Regions from separate parts of the Sus scrofa genome. Here region 1 is linked to region 2. The links are chromatin contacts, called in public Hi-C maps. All regions are on one chromosome and are shown on one strand. Each heading gives the region's core, a stretch centred on a gene start, on an enhancer-like site or on the middle of the called end of the contact. The rest is flanking DNA. Distances are from core to core; before and after follow the strand shown.

Region 1 (5,694 bases), core at 2,589-5,088, 320 kb before region 2:
AGGCCAGGGATCGAACCCGACCCACAGCACTGACCCAAGCTGCTGCAGTGACAATGCCACATCCTTAACTTGCTGTGCCACAAGGGAACTCCTGTTTTTTCGTCTTAAAATGCAAGCCCCAGTGGATTTTCCCTTGAACAATCTTATAATTTACATAAATATAAATATAATATTTAACCAGGTGAGAACCTCTAAGTTCAGCTGTTCCTTTGAAACATTAAGTAACCGTTACTGACTCAGTAGTTGCTTTTAAACTTGGGAGACAAAAATGTTCACCTAAGAAGAGTGAGAAGCTCTGTACAAGTCGGCTGCTCTTTTAAATCAGTCAGGGAGAGTCAGTTACCTTAATGACCAGAAGATCAACCACCCTGGGGTCTGTGACGTGGGCATTCTTCATAAACATTTCTCGGACTTTATCTCGTCCCTGTTTCACAGAGATGTCTAGCTGGAATAAATGCACTAGAAAGAAAACATGATTCAGGGTAGAGAGGGTTAAAATGTGTTTTAAGAAAATTGAGTCAATGGCTAGTCATTGAACGCGTAAGTTGCCCATTCATTCCACTCACCAAATACTAGCCTGACCCTGAGTTAGGTGATTGAGGATGTGAAGAACTGTGATACGGCACTTGCTCTCAGAGCTTGCATTCTGTTTGGGGAGACAAGCTCACTGCTTTTGAAGAGGCAAGATAGCACAGTTCAAGAGTATGAACAAGCTGGGTTCAAATCCCAGCTCTGTCACTTATCAGCTATATGATCCTGTGTACGTTAACTTTTCCATGCCTCAGTGTATTTATCTGTGAATGAAATGAGGACGAGAGCAGCATATGTAACTCCAGAGCTGATGTGATGAGTCAATGAGAGAAGGCAAGATGCTCAGAACAGTGCCCCGGATAGAATAAGCTCTCAATAAATGCTGGCATTTTTACTGCATGGAACAACTGGCACAAGATGACAGGGTTGAAATTAACGTACAATGATAGGTGTAGGCTTGTGCACCACACAGACCTAAGAGTTGAGGGAGACTGCTGCGTGTGCAGGTAAGGAAAGGCATCAATCTAGCAGGCAGTGACTGCTATATTAGGTTACTTGGGGGAAAGAGAGAAGTTTAAGGGGTAGCTCCTGCTCTCTAGGTCTTAAATTCTAATTGCAGGGACAACAATTAGAATTTATGAATGCAATAATGAATGCAATTGTAAAATGTGATTGCAATGAATGCAAATGTAAAAATCACAGTGTTCAGGCGTTCCCGTCATTGTGCAGTGGAAATGAATCCGACTAGTATCACCAGGATGTGGGTTCGATTCCTGGCTTCACTCAGTGGGTCAAGGGATCCGGTGTTGCTGTGAGCTGTGGTAGAGGTTGCAGACGCAGTTCGGATCCCAAGTTGCTGTAGCTGTGGTGTAGGCCAGCAGCTGTAGCTCTAATTCGACCCCTAGCTTGAGAACTTCCATATGCACATGTACGGCCCTAAAAAGCAAAACCAAAACAAAACAAAACAAAAAAACCCCCGCAATATTCAGCAACCCCTGATTAAGTACTAAAATAGTGGCACAGACTCAGTGACTTGGGAGCTCAGATAAAGCCCATAGATGTTCTCTGAAAATTAGGTTTCGGTCATTTGTATTCTTATCCTCTGGCGGCTGGCCTTCGGTGGATTTGCTGGTGACAAGGACACGAACAGGGCCTTGAGTGGTAGGTAAAATAAGAAGAGAGGGGCACACGAGGCCCAGGCAACAGAATAAACAGGCTAGAATGGGCACCGAGGCTAGAATGGGCACCGAGGTTGAGGAGGCCTGGGGGCTCCCTTGGTGAGGAGACCTTGCGGTGTGGCCATTCCTGTGACGTCGCCACTCTGGTCTACAGAACTATCACGGCCAGCTCTGAAAAGCACAAGGGCTGTTTAGGGACAATTAAGTTTGAATCTTTGATTATACTCATAACTTAGTGATAGCAATAGAAAAATAAAGCTTCTGCTGAGGAAAAGATCAAGCCCGGCTGATCCAACCAAAGAATAAAAGCAACAGCAGAAATGTAACAGGAGAAACTCCGCCATCCCAGCTTCACGGGTGTTAACAGGGAGGGCAGAGGGTCACCCACACAAGAAAGAGCTCGGTGTCCAGTGGTGTGCTGGAGCAGGCTGCCTGGGGAGCCAGGCACACACGTCTCTTCCCAAATCTGCCTGCACTGACTTCACTTTGAGGGCTTAAAAATCCACCGCGGTGGGAGTATTTACATCACTGAAAATGGTAAACACTAAAAATCTAGGTTTTCAGCCACAGAGTTAGGTGCCAAACACCACAGTCAGTATCACGTTAGGAAGTCTGGAAAAGCAAACACAGGGACAAGAGGACAAAGACACACAAATCCATGCAAACTAACATGGATCCTGGATTTGAGAATCCTAGCACTAGAGCACTGTGGGGACTTGCCTGAGGTCAGACCACTGGTTCCTGGCAAACAGGGGCCAAGAATCCAGGTTGTTTATTGTTTTATAATGTACGATATTCTGCTCGTTTAAGGAAGGGAGCATGAAGAATCTCCCCCTGCTATCAGTGCTTACCTTTCCCGCATAGTCACATCAGATACCTGCCCAACCTTGGGAGAAACAACAAGGCACCTCCACGCCTACTAGGGAAGCTGGTGTCCACCCACTCCCGTTCCACGTGATGTCCTAAACCACACACCAGCTCACTGGGTGCATGCATCTTCTCCTCAGGAAAATGTTCACAGGCACAGATGCAAAGATGTGCTTACGATGTTAGTTTACGGACCCCTGAGTGCCCACCCTGCCCGGTTAAGAACCCGTGTCTCTAAAGAGAAAAATTCCATAGCTTTGTCCTAGGCGGCCTCCTCCTATCCCAGCCCCCTGAACACACCCCCTCCACCAGTGAGAAAGCCGGGGACAAAAATGTCCCTGACATGTGTATTGCCCCTGACAGTTTAGATGAGGTTTTCCCCAACTTTTCCTTCACTAGTTACACTGGGCAGCGCTAAGGGGGATGCCCCCCCGGCCCCCCGAAAAAGACAGTCTTTGAACCCAGGGAGCTTATACCTTAATCCTGCAGGTGGACAGACTGGTTCTCAGACACGTGATTCCTGGGGTTCTGAGGCAGCAGAGGGCAGGGGAAGGCGTTCTTAAGGAAAACTAGCCTGCAGAGCCAGGTAAAAAGACTTGGGAGACTGCGGAGGGTGGCCCTCTCACCTGGAGGGACGGCAAAAGGCACCACGTCTTACTGGATGACCTTGGGAAAGTCCCTTCCCTTCTCCGTAGGAAATGTGGGAAGACCACGATGGCTCAAATTCTACAGCCCTTTGGTTTATATAACCTAACGGGCGTCCGTAAATACATTCAGGTTTTCCAGAGTTCACCTGGGGGTTGACCTGGCCTGGCCTCTAGGTGCCTCGGTTGCCTCACCTATAAAATGAGTATGTCAGTGACAGCCGCTGCTCTCCCTCGCAGGGGCTCGGGAAGAAATACAGGGGGGCAAAGAGCGAGAGCGCTAGACGCGCGGTTCCGACGCAGAGCACGACTAGGCACGTGGGACCCTGCTGCCCTGAAGCACTCGGAGTCACCCCTGCCCAAGTTGGCCACCTCCGCCCGGCCCGGCAGAAACGGGAGGCCGGGGCGGCTGCGACCTTGGGCGGCTGCCTCCGGGTGCCCGCGTGCGGCGCTGCCTCTCACCAGTGTTCGGCACCTCCCGATACCAGGCGCGATAGAGCTCGCGCACCCTCCGCTTGGCCTCGTTCATGTCCCGACTGAAAATGGGCTTCACCGAGGTGCCGGCCGCCGCAGCCGCCCGGGGAAGTCCGCTCGCCGCCATCTTGCTAAATAAACCACAGCTCAACACCACCCCCTTTTCTACTCTTCAGGGCGGCCTGGGGACGCCTTTTTTTTTCTCATTGGCTAAAACCTGTATCCCCGCCCACAATCTTCGCTGGTGGGCGGGAGAATGGCTGTGGGGCTCTCTTATTGGCTGAGAAGCCTTGCTCTCTTGGTTGGAGACCGGCAGGCGCATGCTCACCTGCGGAATCGCGCTATCGGCCATTGGGGGTCCTAGCCGTCGCCCTGTTGTGCCGCCGGGGGGCGCTCGGGCCCAGGCTGATCTTTGGGCCGCGAGCTGGTGTCTCGCTGCTGTCAAGAGTCAGGCCGAGCGCTCGTGCTGGGCGGGTTGTGGAGCTTCGTCTATCAGCTCCCCGGGCTCCGGCCGTCGGCCCCAGGGGCCGCTGAGGCGGATAATAGCTTCTGTTCTGCCGTGGCGTTGGCCCAGCAGCTCTGCGGCTTTTCTGGAAAAAAAAAAAAAATTTCCTGTACACCTGCTCTCTCGAAGCGTGGTGTAGAGGTAGAGGTGAAAGCGCTCTCCTGGCCCTTTAGGTTCTCAGCGCTTCTCCACGCCCAGGAGGTAGGTCGTATCATCAGCCGCATTTAGACGGGGACGTTTTCATCCCAAACTCTGCATCTCTGTGACAAATAGCCCAGAATTTTGGAGCTGGACCGAACCTTAGGTCGTCCACTGGGGATAGCCCTTTTGCCTGGCATTCTTCTCCTGAGGTTACCTCTGAACATCAAGGGGAACCTGGAAGGGTAAAGGGAAAAGTAACAGCTGACAGCCTGTCAGGCCGTGCACAGGTGTTCTGCTTGGTCTTTGTCAGCCTCCCAGATCAGGGAGGGTCTGCTGGCCTCCCATCTTCAGGTGAGAAACTGAGGTGGTGCCAGACGTCTCGGTCACTGGCCATCTCCGACTGCGCCCCTGCCTTAACACTTGCCTGGAGTCCATGGGTCTTTTCTGAAAGTGCAGCTGGACAGACACCTTGTAAGTGTTGGGAAGGAGTTGGGGTCAGGGCTCAACTGGGACCCCAGCCAGCATGGGGGATGGACCTGCATCTAGCCCAGTCTCTCCCCCCCCCCATTTTTAATGTCTTTTTGCCTTTTCTAGGGCTGCTCCCACGGCATATGGAGGTTCCCAGGCTAGGGGTCGAATCGGAGCTGTAGACGCCGGCCTACGCCAGAGCCACAGCAACGCTGGATCCGAGCTGCGTCTGGGACCTACACCACAGCTCACGCAACGCCAGATCCTTATCCCACTAAGCAAGGCCAGGGATCGAACCCACAACCTCATGGTTCCTAGTTGGATTCGTTAACCACTGAGCCACGACGGGAACTCCTTTCTTTCCTTTTTTAGCAGACTCATGGCCTATGGAGTTCCCGGGCCAGGGGCCAGATCTGAGCTCCAGTTGTGACCTGAGCTGCAGCTGCAGCAACACCAGATCCTTAACCCACTGTGCCAGGCTAGGGATGGAACCTGTGTCCCAGTGCTTCCAAGACGCCACCGATCGCATTGCACCACAGCAGGAACTCCAGTTTTTCCCATTTTATTTGTATTTATTTATATTTATTTATTTACTTACTTACTTACTTTTTAGGGCTGCACTCTCAGCATATGGAAATTCTCGGGTTAGGTGTCCAGTCACAGCCACAGCAACGCCAGATCTGAGCCACGTCTGCCACCTAACCACAGCTCACGGCATCGCCCTATCCTTAAACCACTGAGTGGGGCCAGGGATCAAACCCTCGTCCTCGTGGATATTAGTCAGGTTCGTTACCGATGAGCCACAATGGGAATTCTCCAGTCTTTCCCATTTTAAAGGGTAAAAAAATTGGATTGTTTTCCTCCGTATTATTTTTTTAAATGTGTT
Region 2 (6,065 bases), core at 462-2,961:
CTGCTCTCAAATGCCCATCAAGAGGGACAATCCGCTGTGAAAAGGACAGAGCAGCTCTGTACTGCTACTATGGAAAGTGACAAAGACTGTCCTTGACCAAACTAGGCAGTCTCATCGGAGTCCTCTTCTTCACTGGACCTCAACCTTGGCCTACAGGAATTTCAGCTTTGGAGTTCCTGTTGTGGTGCAGTGGGTTATGAAGCCAACTAGTATTCATGAGGATACGAGTTTGATCCTTAGCCTTGCTCAGTGGGTTAAAGACCCAGTGTTGGAGTTCCCGTTGTGGTTCAGTGGTCAACGAATCTGACTAGGAGCCATGAGGTTGCCAGTTTGATCCCTGGCCTTGCTCAGTGGGTTAAGGATCCGGCGTTGCCATGAGCTGTGGTGTGGGTTGCAGATGTGGCTCAGATCCCGCGTTGCTGTGGCTCTGGTGTAGGCTGGCAGCTACAGCTCCCATTCGACCCCTAGCCTGGGAACCTCCATATGCTGTGGGAGCAGCCCAAGAAATGGCAAAAAGACAAAAAAAAAAAAAAAAAAAAATCAGTGTTGCCGTGAGCTGTGGTGTAGGTCACAGACGTGGCTCAGTTCTGGCCTTGCTGTGTCTGTGACATAGGCCAGCAGCTACAGCTCTGGGTTGGACCCCAGCCCAGGAATTTCCATATGCTGTAGGTGTGGCCAAATGAACCTATCTACAGAACAGAAACAAACACATGGACATAGAGAACAGCCTTGTGGTTGCCAAAGGGGAGGGAGTGGGATGACTGGGAGTTTGGGGTACTGGGAGTAGTAGATGCAAACCCCGAATTTGAATGGATAAGCAATGAATTGAATGAATATCCAATCAGCTGTGGTGGAGCGTGATAGAAGATAATATGGGGAAAAGAATGTATATATATATATACACATATAACTGGGTCACTTTGCTGAACAGCAGAAATTGACAGAACATTATAAATCAACTATAATGTTAAAAAATTAAAAAAGAAACAATTTGTGGAGTTCCCATTGTGGCTCAGCAGTAACGAACCCAACAAGTATCCATGCGGATGCAGGCTCAATCCCTGGCCTTGCTCAGTGGGTTAAGGATCTGGCGTGGCTGCGAGCTGTGGTGTAGGTCGCAAATGCAGCTTGGATCCCGATGTTGCTGTGGCTGTGGGCTAGGCCAGCAGCTTGCAGCTCTGATTTGACCCTTAGCCTGGGAACTTCCATATGCCGCAAATGTGGCCCTAAAAAAGCAAAAGAAAACTAAAAATCAAAATAACAAACACCAATTTGTAAAAATAAAACCACTCTTCTGTTTGTCACACATGTCTAAAGCCCCATCCAAAGTGTCAAATCTAACTTGTCAGTGATTGTCCAACCCAAAGCTCTTTAATACCTTGTAGGCAGCTCCTTGTAAGAGGATCCCTGCCTTAAAATCTTTGACCCCAAAGTGGTCCTGGAACCGAAAAAGGTTCAGAGAACGCCACCGGAGTGTTGGTGTATTCCTCTCCATTGCCTCACACAGAGGTCTGGGGAAAGGCCCTTTTTCCTTTTTCTTTTTAAAAAAGAATCAGTTGCAGCCTAAGTGCGAAGGGATGGCAGGCTTGGGAGGAAGCCCCTACATCCTAGCGCCGCCTGCCGGGGTCCCTGCATCCGCCCCGGGGAGGACCGCGCGCGGGGCTGCGGTAAGGCGGGGGGCCGGCAGGGGGCGCTCCAACCCCGCTCGAGAGGGGCCGCAGGGCTTCCTGGGAGCCGACCGGCGTCCGAGGTTCCCGCCGCCCAAGGTCCACGCGGCACTGAGTGTTTGGGATCCTGCCACGGCCCGGGCCGTCGCGCGCAGCGGGAATTCGGGGTCTGCGGAAGGGCTCTTCCTCTAATTCTACGCTCCAAGGATAAAAGCCTCCAACAGACACCACCCTGCCTTCCCTTGGTGCCGCCGCCCTAGTGCCCTCGATTCGGTAAGGTTTCTTTCGCCAAAAAAAGAGTCGCACAGTCGCAGCCAGGATAGAGGAGGGCTTCTAGAAAGAGGGAGAACGGGACTTGGGGGCGGGGGGGCGCGGTGGAGACGAGTTTCTCCCTCTTCTTGGCCGCCCTGGCCGCAGAGCGGCTCTGGACCCACCCGCAGCCCCCGGGACGTGGCGCGGCCCCCGCGCGCCTCCGCTCCGCTCCCCACGGTACCCGCGCGCGCCAAGAATCAGATTCGCTCCTGGAAACCCTCCCAAGGGCGGGAGGCGGCAGATGCTGGGTGTCGAGAGAATCGAATTGAACCTCAGTCAGTGGAAAGCATTTCCCCATCTGCCTGTCCTGGGTTGCAGGATTGGTTCAAATACTCTGTTTCCTCAGTTGCAACAAGAGGGGTTCGGAACCTCTCAGGGGTTCTGGACCATCTGAGGGCCTCTGAGTGTCTACGACGCCTTCAGCCTGGAGTCTTCCCCAAAGTCTACATAGGGACTGAGCTGCTGAATCCCCAGAGGAGGAAATTCCCTGAAACCAGAAACAGGAACCAAGACGAAGCCCCATGGTGAAAATGCCACTGGTGGAAGATAATGCACCTGTGCGTGCCTGCCGCAGGGATCAGAGATGGGAGCCGGTCCAGGGCACTTTGACAGCGAGATGGGTCAGAGAAGGAGCCCCGCACCTCGTGGCCCCTCAATCCACATTGAATGAGAGAAGGGGGCTGGGCTGGGTGCAGCACTTCACATGCCCACCCTAGGGCTGGGGGGCGGGAGAGATTTGTAAAAAGGACCAGGTGCCAAGGCCAAACTTTACCTCCCTCTCCAGGTGGCCCTGGGGGTCTCAGCTGCTATGCTGGAGGCCAAAATGCTTACCACCCTGACCTGCAAACTATGTTTCATTTAGGAAAGGTTAATTTAAGGAGGCCCCTCGCTAGGGCCAGCAAGGAAGCTGAGGTGCTTCTTGGGAAGAACCTCTGCCTCATCACAGCAATCATCAGTTGTTTTACCACCAGTGCCTTTGCACTGTAAGCCTCGTGTCTTGGGTTAGGTGCCCTGGGAAGCAGAGCTGCACTCTCTTATTCATGCATACAGAACACTCATCGCTCAGCCTCTCAGGAAGCAGCCTTTTAGCAAATCAGAGCAGCTGCGCAGGGCAGAAGTTGAACCTGGATTCAGCTGGGAACCTTACACGATTCCATGGGAAGCTCAGGAGCTGGGATGGTTGTCACCAGCCCTTTGTACATTGGCGAGGGCATTGACTGGGGTATAAGGACCGGTCCGTGGTGATGGAATGCCCTGGGGAGGCCATGTCCTCGGACGTGGCAGGTCCCTTCCATGAGGGGCGAGTCTCAGGGAAGAACTCAACTGTCACAGCTGACATTCGCCGCGGGCTGGAGGAATGACGGCTCGGCCCTTGCAGGATCCAGGGTGGTGCATCATAGCACACCCTCCACTCCTTGACCATAGCCTGTTTCTTTCTCTTCTGCTCTCTGCACATCTGAATTTTTCCCCCTGCTACTTAAGTTGCAGGGGTAGTTGACAGTCATACTGTGGCTCCCCCCCCTTTTTTTTTCCCCAAATGTGTCCCATTCTGAAGACAAGCCCAGAGTAAGGCTGGAATATCAAACCCTGATTCCAAATTGCTGGGGCAGAGGCCTTGGCCCAACTTGGGTCAGGTTGCCCCACCCCAGAAATTGGTTATGGTCTAGGGGCAGCGTCCAAGACAGGAATAGGGCTCCCTCAGACCCACCTTGGTGACTTTGTGGATGGGAGGGAGACAGCTCCCCAAAAGAGAGTTATTGCGAGTTAGGCACACATCCAAAGGTAACTGCTGCAAGGAGTAGGAGCTTTTAGACTGAAGCAATTAACATATGCCAAGGCATGGGAGAGTGAAAAATATGACATTTCAGATAATTCATGCATTTATTCATTGAACAAACATTTACTGAGCACCTGCTATGTACCAGATGCAACTTCAGGCTAGAAATACAACTGCGAAGAAACTGGGAAACTGACAACAGAGACATTAAGCAGCCCGCTCCTAGCACTTCCCAGCAGTGCTGAATGTGGAACTACCACAATAATTCCCGGAGAAAATGTTTTGGTGAGATGTTGAGTAAATAAAGTAGCATAGGTCGAGTTGACCCTTATCACAGGCTCTGAGCAAAAAAGAAAAAAAGAAAAGAATGCAAAACCCACATCTTCCATCACATGGTGGGAGCTGAAGAATTCTAGTCTGTGTTGCTCTGGTTGCTTAATAAACCATGAAGAGCCTGCCTGCCTTTACCTTGGAGACTGGCAGGCAGGATGCAGGATTCAGGCCAAGGGCCTGCCCCGACCCTGACTCGGGTGGGGAGTGGGGGTGCTAACTTTAGGACCAGGAAACTGGGGAGTTCCCATTGTGGCTCAGCAGGTTATGAACCTGACTAGCATCCATGAGGATGCAGGTTTGATCCCTGGCCTCACTCAGTGGGTTAAGGATCTGGCATTGATGGGGCTGTGGTGTAGGGGGGCAGGGGGGACGCTCAGGGGGTGGGGGTGGGGACACAGGAGTCCCAGGAGCCGATTGAGAGGCACGTGCCCCAGACCTGGAAGCATTCAGTTGACATAGCGATGAGGAGACAGGCTTGCCAGGCCTGTCCTTGTGAAGGGTGGCCCCTCTCCATTGCAGAGCCCAAGCCGAGCCTTATTAACTCCTCCCTGAACCTCTGCACGTATTCTAGGCAGGAGGCCGGGATCTAGGAACGCATGATTGCAACATGAGGGCTAAATAAAGACGCCTCCTCCCTCCTCCTCCTTCTCCATTACCCTCTCCAGGAAAACTAATCAGTTTACGCTGGAATAAAACCAACAGGTTCCAACTGGCAGGGACATGACCTCGTGTCACCTTTTTCTCTGCGCGTTGTCTTTCCTCTTCTACTTTTTTTTTTTTAACCACACCTGTGGCACGGGGCGGTTCCTGGGCCAGGGATTGAAACTTTGCTACAGCAGCAACCCAGGTGGCTGTGGTGACAATGCCTAATCCTTAACCCACTGTGCCACAAAGGAACTCCCTCTTCTGCTTTCTATTTTTATTTTTTTGCTTTTTAGGTCCACGCTCAAGGCATATGGAAATTCTCAGGCTAGGGGTTGAATTGGAGCTACAGCTGCTGGCCTGCACCACAGCCACAGCGACATCAGATCCTTCTGGGCATCTGCTGGCCATCTTTGGTGTCCTTGGCTTGGAGATGCATTGCTCCCATCTCTGCCTCCATCTTCAAGTGGTGTTGTCTGTGTCTTCACGTCATCTTTCATCTGCGACCTACACCACAGCTCATGACAACGCCAGATCCTTAACCCACTGAGCGAGGCCAGGGATCAAACCCGTGTCTTCATGAATGTTAGGTTCATTTCCGCTGAGCCAGAAGGGGGACCTCCTGTGCTTTTTGATTTGAGCTTTATGAGCTTTTCTTTCAAATACTCCCAGGGTGAGTTTAGGAGGAGAATTAGTTTCAGTGAGTTAAGATCTGTTGGTCGGGGTGAGCTCTATTTTGTGACTTTTAAGGTCTCAATTAATGAAGTAAAAACCCAAAGTCCCTGGGCAACGGGACTAAAAGAGGAGCTGCAGGTGTTCTCAGAAAGGGCTCGCTGTTTAGCCCCTTGAAGAAAGGGTTTTAGGAGTTCCCATCGTGGCGCAGTGGAAACAAATCCCACCAGGAACCACGAGGTTGTGTGTTTGACCCCTGGCCTCGCTCAGTGGGTTAAGGATCTGGTTTTGCTGTAGCTGTAGTGTAGGCTGGTGGCTGTAGATCCAATTGGACCCCTAGCCTGGGTACCTCCATATGCCGTGGGCATGGCCCTAAAAAGGAAAAAAAAAAAAAAAAAAAGAAGGGGTTTTGTTTATGGAGAAGAAACTGAGCAGAGGCATTTCCGTCATCGGTCACCTTAGGTCTTAGGGAAACAGGTCAGGCCCTGCCCCATGCAGGAAGGGGGGCAGGAGGTGAGGGGAGCAGACGGCCTGTCAGAGGGTGCCTCGGCCACTGCACTTTGGGCCAGTAGGACAGGACAGCCTGGCAGCCAGCCCAGCCTGAGGGCTGCAGAGCTCACACGGTTCCCACTCGCGGTGAGTTGCCAGGGAGCGTTACCAGC

What was found. Hi-C and Micro-C count contacts between places; a contact is called where the count stands out from the background.
Region 1: a Hi-C map of epiblast stem cells shows a contact between it and region 2, with 2.6 times the contacts expected there. The contact joins the promoter of NDUFA6 here to the promoter of SERHL2 in region 2. A contact is called at or near these places in 1 of 5 promoter capture datasets (fetal skeletal muscle), 2 of 47 Hi-C or Micro-C datasets (embryonic fibroblasts and epiblast stem cells) and 2 of 2 datasets of contacts at active chromatin or transcription factors (alveolar macrophages and skeletal muscle).

The regions. Positions count from the first base shown.
Region 1 is chr5:6,560,218-6,565,911 of Sscrofa11.1, reverse strand. NDUFA6 (NADH:ubiquinone oxidoreductase subunit A6) reads right to left here and starts at 3,838. Exons shown (of 3, transcript NM_001185178.1): 1 at 3,683-3,838; 2 at 344-459. The coding sequence starts at 3,821.
Region 2 is chr5:6,235,457-6,241,521 of Sscrofa11.1, reverse strand. It overlaps SERHL2 (serine hydrolase-like protein 2), which reads left to right and starts at 1,711. Exons shown (of 12, transcript XM_021091434.1): 1 at 1,711-1,940.